Linked DNA regions of Zea mays: regions 1 and 2 are each linked to region 3. A link is a contact called in public Hi-C data. All regions are on one chromosome and are shown on one strand. The core of a region is the stretch at or near the end of the contact, and the rest is flanking DNA. Distances in the headings are between cores, read along the strand shown. Region 1 has its middle 32 kb from the start of LOC109939492. Region 2 holds the start of LOC542315 (starch branching enzyme 1). Region 3 has its middle 18 kb from the start of LOC118472021.

Region 1 (4,075 bases), core at 688-3,187, 180 kb after region 3:
AGATTGCAAAATACGACGACAGCTGCACCTGCACGCATCCTTTTCTGTTCATACAAAAAAATTAATTCAATAAAGCCCATGTCGTGTCTTTGTTAGGCCATGCCGGCCCAAACCCAACCATATATTTGAATCATATAAAATTCAAGTGGTGCGCACATTTTACTAAACTAAGGATATTAAGCAATGTGCGCACCATTTGACAACATAAAATTCAAATTTTACAATATTATAAAGTGTATAACTTACTAAATTAAATAAATTAAATAATATGGGTTTAATTGGGCTGTTCCAGCCAAGCCCATCCCAAGCGTGCAGGACGTGCTGGAGGCCCAACGGGCCAGAATTTGAGGTCCAGTTCAGGCCCGTCTTCGAACGGTGTCAGCTCGGTCCATATTATTTTGTACCGGATCGTGTTTTGGGCTTCTGTCTTTGGGTCGTGCTCGTGCTGGTTCAAAGAAGTACCATATTACCAACACTAGTCGCATGGATCAATACTATTTTTAATTTGCCAAAAAAAAAGAAGCCAATGTTATTGTTCTCTCACATACAGTTCAAGCACGTATTGCATTGGCTCGTGCATAGATTGTTGTGCATGCATGATGCATGAAACCTTAACACCAAGCTAAGCAGTAACTAAAATGTTGGCGTGCGGATGTTGAGCAAGGAGACCCTGGTCTGCACCAGGCTCCTGAACACCTTTTCGCTCTCGCTCTCCAGCTCCCTGACGCACTGCTCCAGCTCCTGCAGCTTCTCCAGCGCGGCGCCCACCCGCCGCTCCTCGCCGTCGGCCACGGCCTTCCTGCTCCTGGACAACCCCATCTTCTTGGCCGAGGCCGAGGCAGCAGGCGACGCCGCCAACGCCAACGCCGCGGCGGCGTCGGCGACGGCGCCGACCTCCAGGAACACGGCCGCGGCCGCCGCCGCGGTGCCGTTGACGGCCTCGGCGACGGCCCTGGCGACACCGGGTGTGGACGCGGAGGCAGGGCGCGCGCACGCGCACCTAGAGGCCCCGCGCGCGACGGCGGCCGCGAGCAGGTGGAGCTCCCGCCCGGCCCGCCTCTGCGCGCGCGCGGCCGAGGCCAGCCTGGCGGCGTCGTCGCGCCTGCGCACGGCGGCGCGGAGCTCGGCCGCGTGCTGCCGCAGCGCGACCAGCGCGGCCAGGAACGTGCCGAAGGCGTCGGCCAGGACGAGGAAGCCGTCGAGCAGGCTGTCGGCGGCGTGCGCGTGCGCCGGCGGGAGACGCAGCAGCAGCTCGTCCAGCACGCAGAGGAGCGCGCGGACGTGCGCCAGCGACAGCGGGTACTTGGGCCCCGGCCTGGACGTCCACGACCGCAGCGCCAGCAGCTGGTCGTCCACGTGCGCCAGCAGCGGGTGCGTGTGGCATGGCACGCTCGCCGACCGCACGTGCCCGGCCGCCGCTAGTGGCGCCGGCCTCGAGCTCGCCGGCGGCGGGACGGTCGTCGTCGTCGTCGGAGCCATCGGTTTAATTATATCACCGTCGTCGTCGTCGTCACGTACGAGTGCGATTACTGTCGGTCTCTCTCTGTGCGTACCGTACGTACGTGCGCCTTGATGGCTTCGTAGTCGCGAGCTGTGTCTGTATATATGGAGCGAGGAGGAGACGACGTCGAGAGGAGGCAGCTGCTATCTGGAGCCGTTAGGTTGTCGCCGTGGTGGTCACTGTTTGAAAATCCACGCACACGGCAGCATAGCTGAGCTGAGCAGGCCTGGTCGCCTGGATGGATCACCGCCGACGAAGCTTCTGTGAAGTGGACGTCCGCATGTCCGCCACGTACTTAAGAACGAAATCCGAGGATCGGGAGCAGTTTGAAGATAGGGTGGACTTTAGAGACGGGAAGGGAGAGGATGCAGATGCGTGTTGCGTTGTACGGCTGGCAGGCACCATGCCAGCTGTGGATGCCGGTCCAGTAGCCCACAAAGCCCGGCCCACGACGACATGATGCGAATAGAATATGGTGCACGAGCGAGGGAGGCATCGCATCGCATCGCATCTCATCTCGTCGTCTCTCTGTATGTATTAGCTGCAGACAGGCAGGCAAGAAGTCTATGTCTATGGAGATGAGACATGACAGGTGTGTGCCTGCATTGCATGCGTGCGTATCCCTAGCTGAAGCCGTGTGACTGACAGCTCAACCGATCCAAGTGCTTAGACGACGACCCCAATTGTACGTTCTTAATCACGCACTTGTTAGTACTATACCGCGTGCACGCATCAGCTACACAGCATCATACATATAGATCAGAGTAGAGAGTAGACTCGAATCAAACTAGATCGGTAGGTTTTTGGCAACATATATATAGATGCCCATGCCCTCCAGATAATTACCGGCGGGGCTGCAGTACATGTTGTCTGCGCTATTGATTTAATTCTCAACTGCATGCCATATATATATATATATTGAAATCAAAATAAATAGACAAGTCTTAGAGCTAGTTTGAGAACTCCATTTTTCTAAATGATTCCTATTTTTCCAAGAAAAAATGAACTAAACTCTCTTGGAAAAATGAAAATCCCTTTGGAAAATGAGGTTCCTAAACTAGCCCTTAAACACGGCGACGACCCGTATTTCACAGCCCCCCACCCACCGGCCCACCCACCTAGGCGTCACCCATGAAAGTATCTAGGCCCCTGGTTGGTTTTATTGATTAATGACAACGTAATGTTATATGTGACTAACGTGTGTTTTGCAGAGACAAATGGTAAGTTAGGTCGCATTACAGGTAGAAGTACTACAACGGTGAAAACAATCCCAGAGATAAGAACTCGAAGCGACGGCTAAAACAACGAAACAAAAGGTGAAGGACTACGGAGTCCGAGTGTCAAGGAGATGTGGACACTTGTGATTTAGTTAGGTCTTTTATTATCTTTTAGCCGTACTATAAAGAGGGGTTATCGATGAGTAGTTTGACCAAGAGAGTTCTAGTGTAGTGTTGGTGCACAATCACACTCACATACAGTGCTAGGTGTCACTCTAGAATTCACTCACAAGTTAGAACGAAAATCGATTTGAAAATCAGCTGAAAAACAAGAGGTAGGGTTTCTGGCCCTGGGGCACCGGACTGTCCGGTGTGCACCGGACTGTCTGGTGCACCATCTGCCAGGTGGGCCAGGCTGGCCCAGGGGAAGGCCTCCCCGGGCAGCAAAACCCGAGCGCGACTGTTTCAGAAGTCAATTATAGTGGCGCACTGGACTGTCCGGTGTGCCATGAGTCCAACGGCTAACTGTCAGAACTAGTCGTTGGAAACGACCGTTGGCGCACCGGTGGCGCACCGGACTGTCCGGTGCGCCCGTGCGCAGTAAAATGCCTGTAACGGCTAGTTGGTGGGTGAGGGCTATTTATACCCCCTTCACCCACCATATTCAATGTCTTGCACCCCACATTTATTCCAGCACATTGCTAGAGCATTGCAAGCACCAAAAGCCTAGTGAGGAGATTAGAGAATCTTAAATCCCGCATTTGTTCCTCATTAGCGCTAGCGAGAGCTACCTAGAGCACACACCACTTGCATTAGGCTTCTCTTGGTCAAGCGAAAGTCTACGACTTGTTACTCTTGGTGATCGGCATCACCTAGACGGCTTGGTGGCGTTGGGAGCTCGGTGATCACCGTGAAGATCTTGTTGGTGACCCGACTCAAGTTTGTAAGCGATCTCGAGGGATCCACCGCGCCGGAGTGGCAAAGGATCATCTCATAGTGAGCACTTGGTTCTTGCGAGGACCAAGGGGGAGCGATACCCTTGCGCCGGTGCTCCAACGAGGACTAGTGGAGAGTGCCGACTCTTCGATACCTCAGGAAAAATTGGAGGAGTCTTCTAAACCTTGCTTTACATTTCGCACTTAATTCGAGCACTTTTCATTGTGTATTTGTTTAGCAAGTATTTGAAGTATTGTCTTAGCATTGTTGTATTTCTAGTATTATTATCTTAGTGCTAGTTGTTGGGGTGAAGTTGGGCTCTTGCTTAGCTCTTGCTTAGGTTTTAATTAGTGTTGATTTTTAGAAAAGCCCAATTCACCCCCCTCTTGGGCATCGTGATCCTTTCAATTGGTATCAGAGC
Region 2 (3,904 bases), core at 550-3,049, 170 kb before region 3:
TGATGATCCGCTCCTGAACGGAAGCTTGAGTGACAACAGCGGTCCAAAGAAAGCACGGAGGCAGCGCAGGAAATCAGGCTATGCAAGCGCAGAGAGCGGTGGGGAGAGCAGCGACCATGGCCTAGGCGGGTTTGAGATCCGAGGGAACAGATGGATTACTAGGGAGTGACAGCTAGGAGCAATCTGTGGAGATACTATGTAAATGTCACAGGAGTTGGCCTGTGGTGATGTGCGATAACCGGGCCAGTGGGTTCTGAGCGTAAGACGAGGTCTCTAGCAATGATATGTTGTAGCGTGACTAAATCGAGATGAGCAATCAGGTTGTTGTCTGTTGATTCTTTCGGCTGACCATTTCGGCTGCTGAGGCCTTGATCCTGTATTTGAGATGTCAGGCCTACTTAGAGCAAATGCTGGAAGGAAGCAATGTGCCTGTTCTGAGGTCCCTCCAGCATCACTTGTAATTTGTAAAGTACTCAAGTACAGACTAGAACTAGTCATGCATACCAGAAGAATAGATAGATGTTTCAGAAGTTGAGGCCTGAGATGCCGTGCCACTCTATTTGCTCTGTTTCATGCTTTGCCGTTATTATATCACTATTTTCACTGTTCATTCTAAGGCCGTTGTCACACGGGTACCAGAAGAGCAGAACACCTTTTTACGTTCCTTTTGCTGCTATGGATGGACTTCGAGAGTTCCTTGAGAAAGCACTCTCATCTATCTTTCCAATTCCTTGTTTCCTTGTGGATCCTGATCACTGAAGATGGCCATTTGATTTTTCACTTTTCAGTTATATATAAAGTGAAGACGGTTGTCTCACGCAATATGTGAAGTGCAAGATGAGCTCTACACTGCAAGGAACCCCAAGAAAAAACCACAGGTAAGTTTGTCTGATTGACAACGGCTAGAGCTGTCTGACGATGCAGATGACTCCGCATGTTCATTCATCACTTTAATTTGTTAGAAAAGCTACACAAAAAGCACATCAGAAAAAAAGAAGAAAAAGCTATTTAGTGGTACTACTAGTTGCAACTTGCAATAATGATGATGATAAATCTGCACAAGCCATAGCTATGCTATATGCTATAGCTATGTATATGTACACAAAAAATACATTTTTTGTGCTATTTTTTTTACCGCTAGTATAATATCCATGTCTTGCTACAACACACAATCATATTTAATACCTATAAAAAATAAATTTAATATTAAAATAAACATATGGTCCACACCATATATTAAACTGCTAAAAACAAATATTATAACTCATTTGATCGTTCATCCTCTTTCGGTTAGTGAGGTGGACAGTGAGAGCGCTGCATCGTGTTATTGGGTTTGACTGGTTTCTCACGGCTCATCTGTGTTGTAACGACCTATCTATGGTCAAACAAACTATTAGGATTATTGTTAGGCGAAAAATGAGGGAGATAAATAAACCTATAAGCAGGACACATGAAACATATGCTTTAAACAGTAGAGATTAACAACATAAAATAAAAAAAGGCAAACCGGGAAGCGTGCAAGCCCAAAGGCCAATCGGCCCAGAACCAGCTCCACGGTTGTTCGTGTCCGCCCACGTGGCACGCCCGGCCATTCCGGGCCCACAGATCCGGCTCAGGGTCATGTGCCACTGCCATGGCCCCCTCCTTGTCGCAGCGGCAGATTGCGACGGGGAAGAAAGGTGAGGAGACCAAGCGAAAAAAATCACGCTTTCATTGCGAGGGGGGAGGATAGGGAGGAAGACGCCAAGCCAGCTCCAGTCCGGCACCCGATATAAAGCGGCAGGCACTTGGATTGCTGACGAGATGGGACTCACACGCCGTCACAATGCTGTGCCTCGTGTCGCCCTCTTCCTCGCCGACTCCGCTTCCGCCGCCGCGGCGCTCTCGCTCGCATGCTGATCGGGCGGCACCGCCGGGGATCGCGGTAAGCTGCGGCGATCCGGGGGCTGGTGGATTTACTACTTTTGCTTTTTTTTCTTCTGTACTGATGGTTCATAGTTTCGCAGGGTGGCGGCAATGTGCGCCTGAGTGTGTTGTCTGTCCAGTGCAAGGCTCGCCGGTCAGGGGTGCGGAAGGTAGATCTTTCCCCAGATTAGAACACGTTGTTACGGACAAAATGGAATTTGGTAGTAGTTTTGGAGAGAGAAAAAAAACTCTGGAATTTGTGGATTGGGTCTCGCTCTCGCTTTGGATTTGGCTCTAGTGCTTTGTTATCAGTAGTAATCATTTTACCAAGTCTAGCGGATCTCAGATTTCAACTGAAGTTGTTTAAATTTTGGTGGTTGGTTTTCTTCAGCCATCCTAATCATTTATTACATAATAATTAGTTGAAATAAAGTGCTATATTTGATATTTCTGTGGTTGCTGCAGCAGCTAATTAGCTTCACTACATTTTCACGTGTTAGCTTCTATTGCTCGTGTAATTCTGAATCTGGCTTTAACGCACTGTGCAAGGTCAAGAGCAAATTCGCCACTGCAGCTACTGTGCAAGAAGATAAAACTATGGCAACTGCCAAAGGCGATGTCGACCATCTCCCCATATACGACCTGGACCCCAAGCTGGAGATATTCAAGGACCATTTCAGGTACCGGATGAAAAGATTCCTAGAGCAGAAAGGATCAATTGAAGAAAATGAGGGAAGTCTTGAATCTTTTTCTAAAGGTTAGGCTTAATACATTCAAATGCTAATACAAGGACCATTTCACAATATTTATAGCACCTGCCCATGCCGCAAAATATTATCTGCATCATCAACATTTCCGGATTTTGTATTTTTTTCAGGCTATTTGAAATTTGGGATTAATACAAATGAGGATGGAACTGTATATCGTGAATGGGCACCTGCTGCGCAGTAAGTTCTAATGTTGTCATGCAAACATGATGTACTGGCGGGGTATCGTTTTTTCCCATTTTGCTTGTGAAGAGATATCGTCTGATAGTAACTATATTAAAAAAAAAGAACAGCTAAAACACAGGAGAGTAATCAATGTTTGGGAGTAGAAAACTGTTCGGATATTTCATTCTTGTGCAAGACTGTCATGTCTTAGCTGAGGAGGCTATTTTTTTTCTTGCTGTGATTACATAATGCTGTTTTCTTCTTATGACAATATACTTTCCACTATTTTAATAGATTGATGCATTTGACTTGAGTTTTTTACTCATGGGTGTAGGGAGGCAGAGCTTATTGGTGACTTCAATGACTGGAATGGTGCAAACCATAAGATGGAGAAGGATAAATTTGGTGTTTGGTCGATCAAAATTGACCATGTCAAAGGGAAACCTGCCATCCCTCACAATTCCAAGGTTAAATTTCGCTTTCTACATGGTGGAGTATGGGTTGATCGTATTCCAGCATTGATTCGTTATGCGACTGTTGATGCCTCTAAATTTGGAGCTCCCTATGATGGTGTTCATTGGGATCCTCCTGCTTCTGAAAGGTCTCTTTCTACTGTCCTGGACCACATTGTAAACTTAAGCAATAGACCTTAGCAGACAAAAATATATGACAAAATTATAGTACCTTTTACCTCTGGTTTGCAGGTACACATTTAAGCATCCTCGGCCTTCAAAGCCTGCTGCTCCACGTATCTATGAAGCCCATGTAGGTATGAGTGGTGAAAAGCCAGCAGTAAGCACATATAGGGAATTTGCAGACAATGTGTTGCCACGCATACGAGCAAATAACTACAACACAGTTCAGTTGATGGCAGTTATGGAGCATTCGTACTATGCTTCTTTCGGGTACCATGTGACAAATTTCTTTGCGGTTAGCAGCAGATCAGGCACACCAGAGGACCTCAAATATCTTGTTGATAAGGCACACAGTTTGGGTTTGCGAGTTCTGATGGATGTTGTCCATAGCCATGCAAGTAATAATGTCACAGATGGTTTAAATGGCTATGA
Region 3 (3,793 bases), core at 1,004-3,503:
AGGTTTGGTTCACTAAGAACCTAATCCCCGTTGAGGAGTCCACTCAGGACAGGTCTTTTTCAACCCTTTCCCTCTCTCCAATGGTCACTAATACCGGCGAGTGTTCCTTCTTCTTTGTCAACAAAAGACTGAAGTCTCTGCAAGGCCAACCACAAAGATAAGGGGCTCTTGCTATCTTTACAACGAATGGGAGTCAAAACTCCACGCTTAAATGATCACAAGAGGTAGCACACACTTTCTCTCAATGATTCTCACAAGACACTATCACTAAACGCACACGAGTAGCTCTTTCTTGCTTGATCTCTCTTTGTGGCACTTGTGAGGCTTCGATGTGTATAGAAGTGTTGCTCTAGTAGATAGGAGTGAATACCCAACTCTTGTGTATGATATGGATCAATGAATTAAATGAATGGGCTGGTTGGGTGGCTTTTATAGCCCTCAACCACCCATATAGCCGTTGGGGCACATCTACCAGAAACTACACTGGTGGACGGTCCGAGGCTAGGGCTCGAACGGTCCGCGACCCTCCAACGGTTGATTCTGTCATCTTCAACGGATACTCCTGACAGATCAATGGCTAGATCAATAGCTATCTGGCTCGATGACACCACGTGGACGGTCCGCGCCAGCTCTGAAATTCCTTTTGCTCAACTTGTCACCTTCAGACTGAACAAGGTCTTCATAGGCGGACGGTCCATGAATTATATTCGGACGGTCCACACTGTATAGCTGGACGGTCCGTGGTTTAGTCGGACTATCCACGGTTTACAGTTCCTGACCGAAGTCAAAGTGGTGTCGTGGACGGTTTGCGAGAAGGGACCGGACGGTCCACACTCGGCGATTTCAGAACTTGAGTTTCTGACTTCCTGTTGATCTTTGAGTAATCTTGTCCAAGTTGCTTTGGCTAAACTTGAGAGAGATCCTATGACTTAGACAAACATCTCAAGTGGCTTTCCATCTAGTCTAAGTCATGGATCATGAACATTTTAATTATTTAACTCATATTTCTTCTTTTGCTCAAACTAGCTCCAAAATAGTGATATGTTGATTTTGAGCTTTCTAACCTTTCTAGAAGTGTTGAATAGGTTCCTCGGGGTATTTACTTATCCAAAGAGTAGAACTATTGGTAGTTCATCTATTCCATGTTTTACCCATATATGGTTGGACCCGAGCTGATTCTGACTTAGAAACTAAACTATTGAATCTTATGAACCTGTGAATCAAAGACTAGGCAAACTAGTTAGTCCGAATGGTTGTGATGGTCATCAAGCACCAAAATATAAGAAATAGTTTAAGACCATTTCCCTTTCAGCGTGTCCATGGCATATCACCCTCAGTCGGATGGCCAAACTAAAAGGGTTAATCAGTGTGTGGAAACCTACTTCCGCTATTTCGCTCAAGCATGCCCGACCAAATGGGAAAAGTGGCTATCCTTAGCGGAGTATTGTTATAATAAAAGCTACCATACATCTCTGACACATACTACTTTTGAAGTACTTTATGGATATCCTTGAGTTTCGACATCAAAGATGCTTGCCAAGTACTGGCCCTCCAAGATTGGCTTGAGGAACGCAAACTGATGATCCAGTTGGTCCAACAACAACTGCACCGTGCTAAACAGAGACAAAAATGCCAAGTAGATAAGTATCATTTAGAACACTCATTTGAGGTGGGGGATCAAGTCTCTTAAAAATTGAAACCGTAAGTTCAATCTTCCCTGGTGAAACAAACCAACCACATATTGGCTTTCAAATTTTTTGGAGCTTATCCGGTGATCGCTAAAGTGGGTTCGACGGATTATAAATTAGGTCTTCCAGCATCCTGCAATCTGCACCCAGTCTTTCATGTATCACCGTTAAAGAAAGATGTAGGTTCCTCCTGTCGGGTTAGTTCTTCTTTACCAATATTTTCATATCACTTACAATGGTCAGAAGCAGTATTGCAACGCAGGTGTATTTCCACGCCGGATGGACCTTCACATCAACTTCTCATCAAATGGTCCTCGTGGCCAGTTGGTCTCGCTACTTGGCAAAATGAAACCACCATCAAAGAGCAGTTTCCTCATACTCTGGCTTAGGGACAATCCAACTTAAAGAGGGGGAGTATGTCACACAACCTGAAGTGAACTCTGATGCACAACCTGAAGTGAACTCTGGTGATCAGAAGGCTAGAAGCAAAAGCAACCTAGGCGCGGGAAGGGTGGTTCGAAAGAGGAGGCCCAACCAATTCTGTCGTGGGCCAGATTGGATCGTGTAACGACGGCAACGATCTAGTTGCGGCAAGTATTTGAGGATGCATTCTTATGGCTGTTGGAGTGTGTCGTGGAAAAGACGTTGATGGTCGACTGCGTCCGAAGTAGGCTAGCTACCTTGTTCTTCGTCCCATCATACGAATTTCTCGTGTAAACCCTAAACTTCGTGAGAGGTGTAAGAGCACGGGGAGCGGTGCTCGAAGTCGATCAAAAACTGTCGTACAAATGTGGTGCTAATGAGACCACGTGTGTCGTGAAAGCCTACGTGACACAGAGTGTGGACACAACTTGAGTGGGGACCAGTGCGGGTCACATGGGTCCTCCTCGTACATCCTTAGTTCGTTACCAATTATCATGCATGCAGGCCTGGTTGTTCGTGCTTGAGCTGCACAAAATATCTACCGTTAGGACTAGTCTGATCCATCAACACTCCAGATATGCTCTACCAACTTCATTCACCATAGAGCGGCTCTACTCCAAAGTTTAACAATATTTTGATGTGTTTGGCTTATAACCCAAATTAAGTTTTTATTTAAAATGTCTATGTTACCCTTACAATGATGTTGTATTTACGGTTCTTTTAAAGTATAAAAATATTATAATGCAACATATAAGTGATTTACAATTGTAAGTTATCACGTAATAATTTATAGGTTTGACATTGATCGATTACTAGTATAATTTCATAATTGACAAGATTTACTTGTATAAATCATTCAAAAAAGTCCCGAACCACATCAGAACTGTTAGAACAGAACCAATCAATTGAATAGGAGAATTCAAGTTCCAATTGTCCTGCAATCGAAACATCTCAATCACGCAGCAAAAAAATGCGGCACCAAAAAACAATTGCTTTCTCCAATCTAGGAAAAATTGATTGCTTTCTTTATCACGCAGTCAAGCTGCTGGCCACCCTCGCTTATGCCATGCCCGTAGCCGACGAGCCCCGGGCCATCGTCTCCCTGCGCCTGGGAGCTGTCGCGGGAGAGCCGTCATGCATAAGATCCCCTGGTGAGCCTCCATGGCGAGCCTCTGCACCTAGCCCTTGACCGGCGAGTTACTGGCAGGAGAGCCACTAGCGAGCTCCTAGCCGGTGTGGTCGTGGTGGAGGTCGAGGAGCCCATGCGCCTAACGGGAGAGCCCCTGGCGAGCAACTGGCCGGTGTGGCCGTGGTTGGGGAGCCCTTGCGCCTAGCCCCTTGCTGGTGTGTGGCCGTGGCTGGGGAGCCGCTATGCCTGGCCCCTTGCTGGCGTGGACATGATCGACAAGCTTGGTCGTCGTCGAGCCCTTGGTGAGCCTCCATGGCGAGCGCGACGAGGTCTATGCATGGCCACTACGGGAGAGACGATCCATCGATCTCTTGTGGAAATAAAAACAAATTGTTACATGTGTAACATGTGGCAATGGTGGGTAAATACCCTTCAAATCTACGACTACATACAACAAATGAATACTAGGAGCATCTCTTTTGTTGTTCTACCAAAATGGTGGAGTTGCCCCCCAACTCCACGTTTTTTTGAGCAGAGTTGCTAGAGTTCAGCG

Evidence for each region. Hi-C and Micro-C count contacts between places; a contact is called where the count stands out from the background.
Region 1: a contact with region 3 is called in a Hi-C map of ear, with 3 times the contacts expected there. The contact joins two enhancer-like sites. A contact is called at or near these places in 3 of 25 Hi-C or Micro-C datasets (ear, leaf and tassel).
Region 2: a contact with region 3 is called in a Hi-C map of leaf, with 5 times the contacts expected there. The contact joins the promoter of LOC542315 here to the enhancer-like site in region 3. A contact is called at or near these places in 2 of 25 Hi-C or Micro-C datasets (both in leaf).

Annotation. Positions count from the first base shown.
Region 1 is chr5:64,860,518-64,864,592 of Zm-B73-REFERENCE-NAM-5.0, reverse strand. No RefSeq gene overlaps it. Among protein-coding and RNA genes, the nearest start is that of LOC109939492, 32 kb to the right of the region's middle. Within about 2 kb of position 1,937, at least 16 of the 20 cell types and tissues checked have an H3K27ac peak or open chromatin away from gene starts, as enhancers often do. A contact at or near this core is called in ear, leaf and tassel, where this site is marked.
Region 2 is chr5:65,203,785-65,207,688 of Zm-B73-REFERENCE-NAM-5.0, reverse strand. It overlaps LOC542315 (starch branching enzyme 1), which reads left to right and starts at 1,799. Exons shown (of 14, transcript NM_001111900.1): 1 at 1,799-1,924; 2 at 2,007-2,075; 3 at 2,455-2,662; 4 at 2,783-2,852; 5 at 3,172-3,438; 6 at 3,542-3,904. The coding sequence starts at 1,826. It overlaps LOC103626470, which reads left to right. Exons shown (of 9, transcript NM_001368267.1): 9 at 1-338. The coding sequence ends at 169.
Region 3 is chr5:65,037,176-65,040,968 of Zm-B73-REFERENCE-NAM-5.0, reverse strand. No RefSeq gene overlaps it. Among protein-coding and RNA genes, the nearest start is that of LOC118472021, 18 kb to the left of the region's middle. Within about 2 kb of position 2,253, at least 17 of the 20 cell types and tissues checked have an H3K27ac peak or open chromatin away from gene starts, as enhancers often do. A contact at or near this core is called in ear, leaf and tassel, where this site is marked.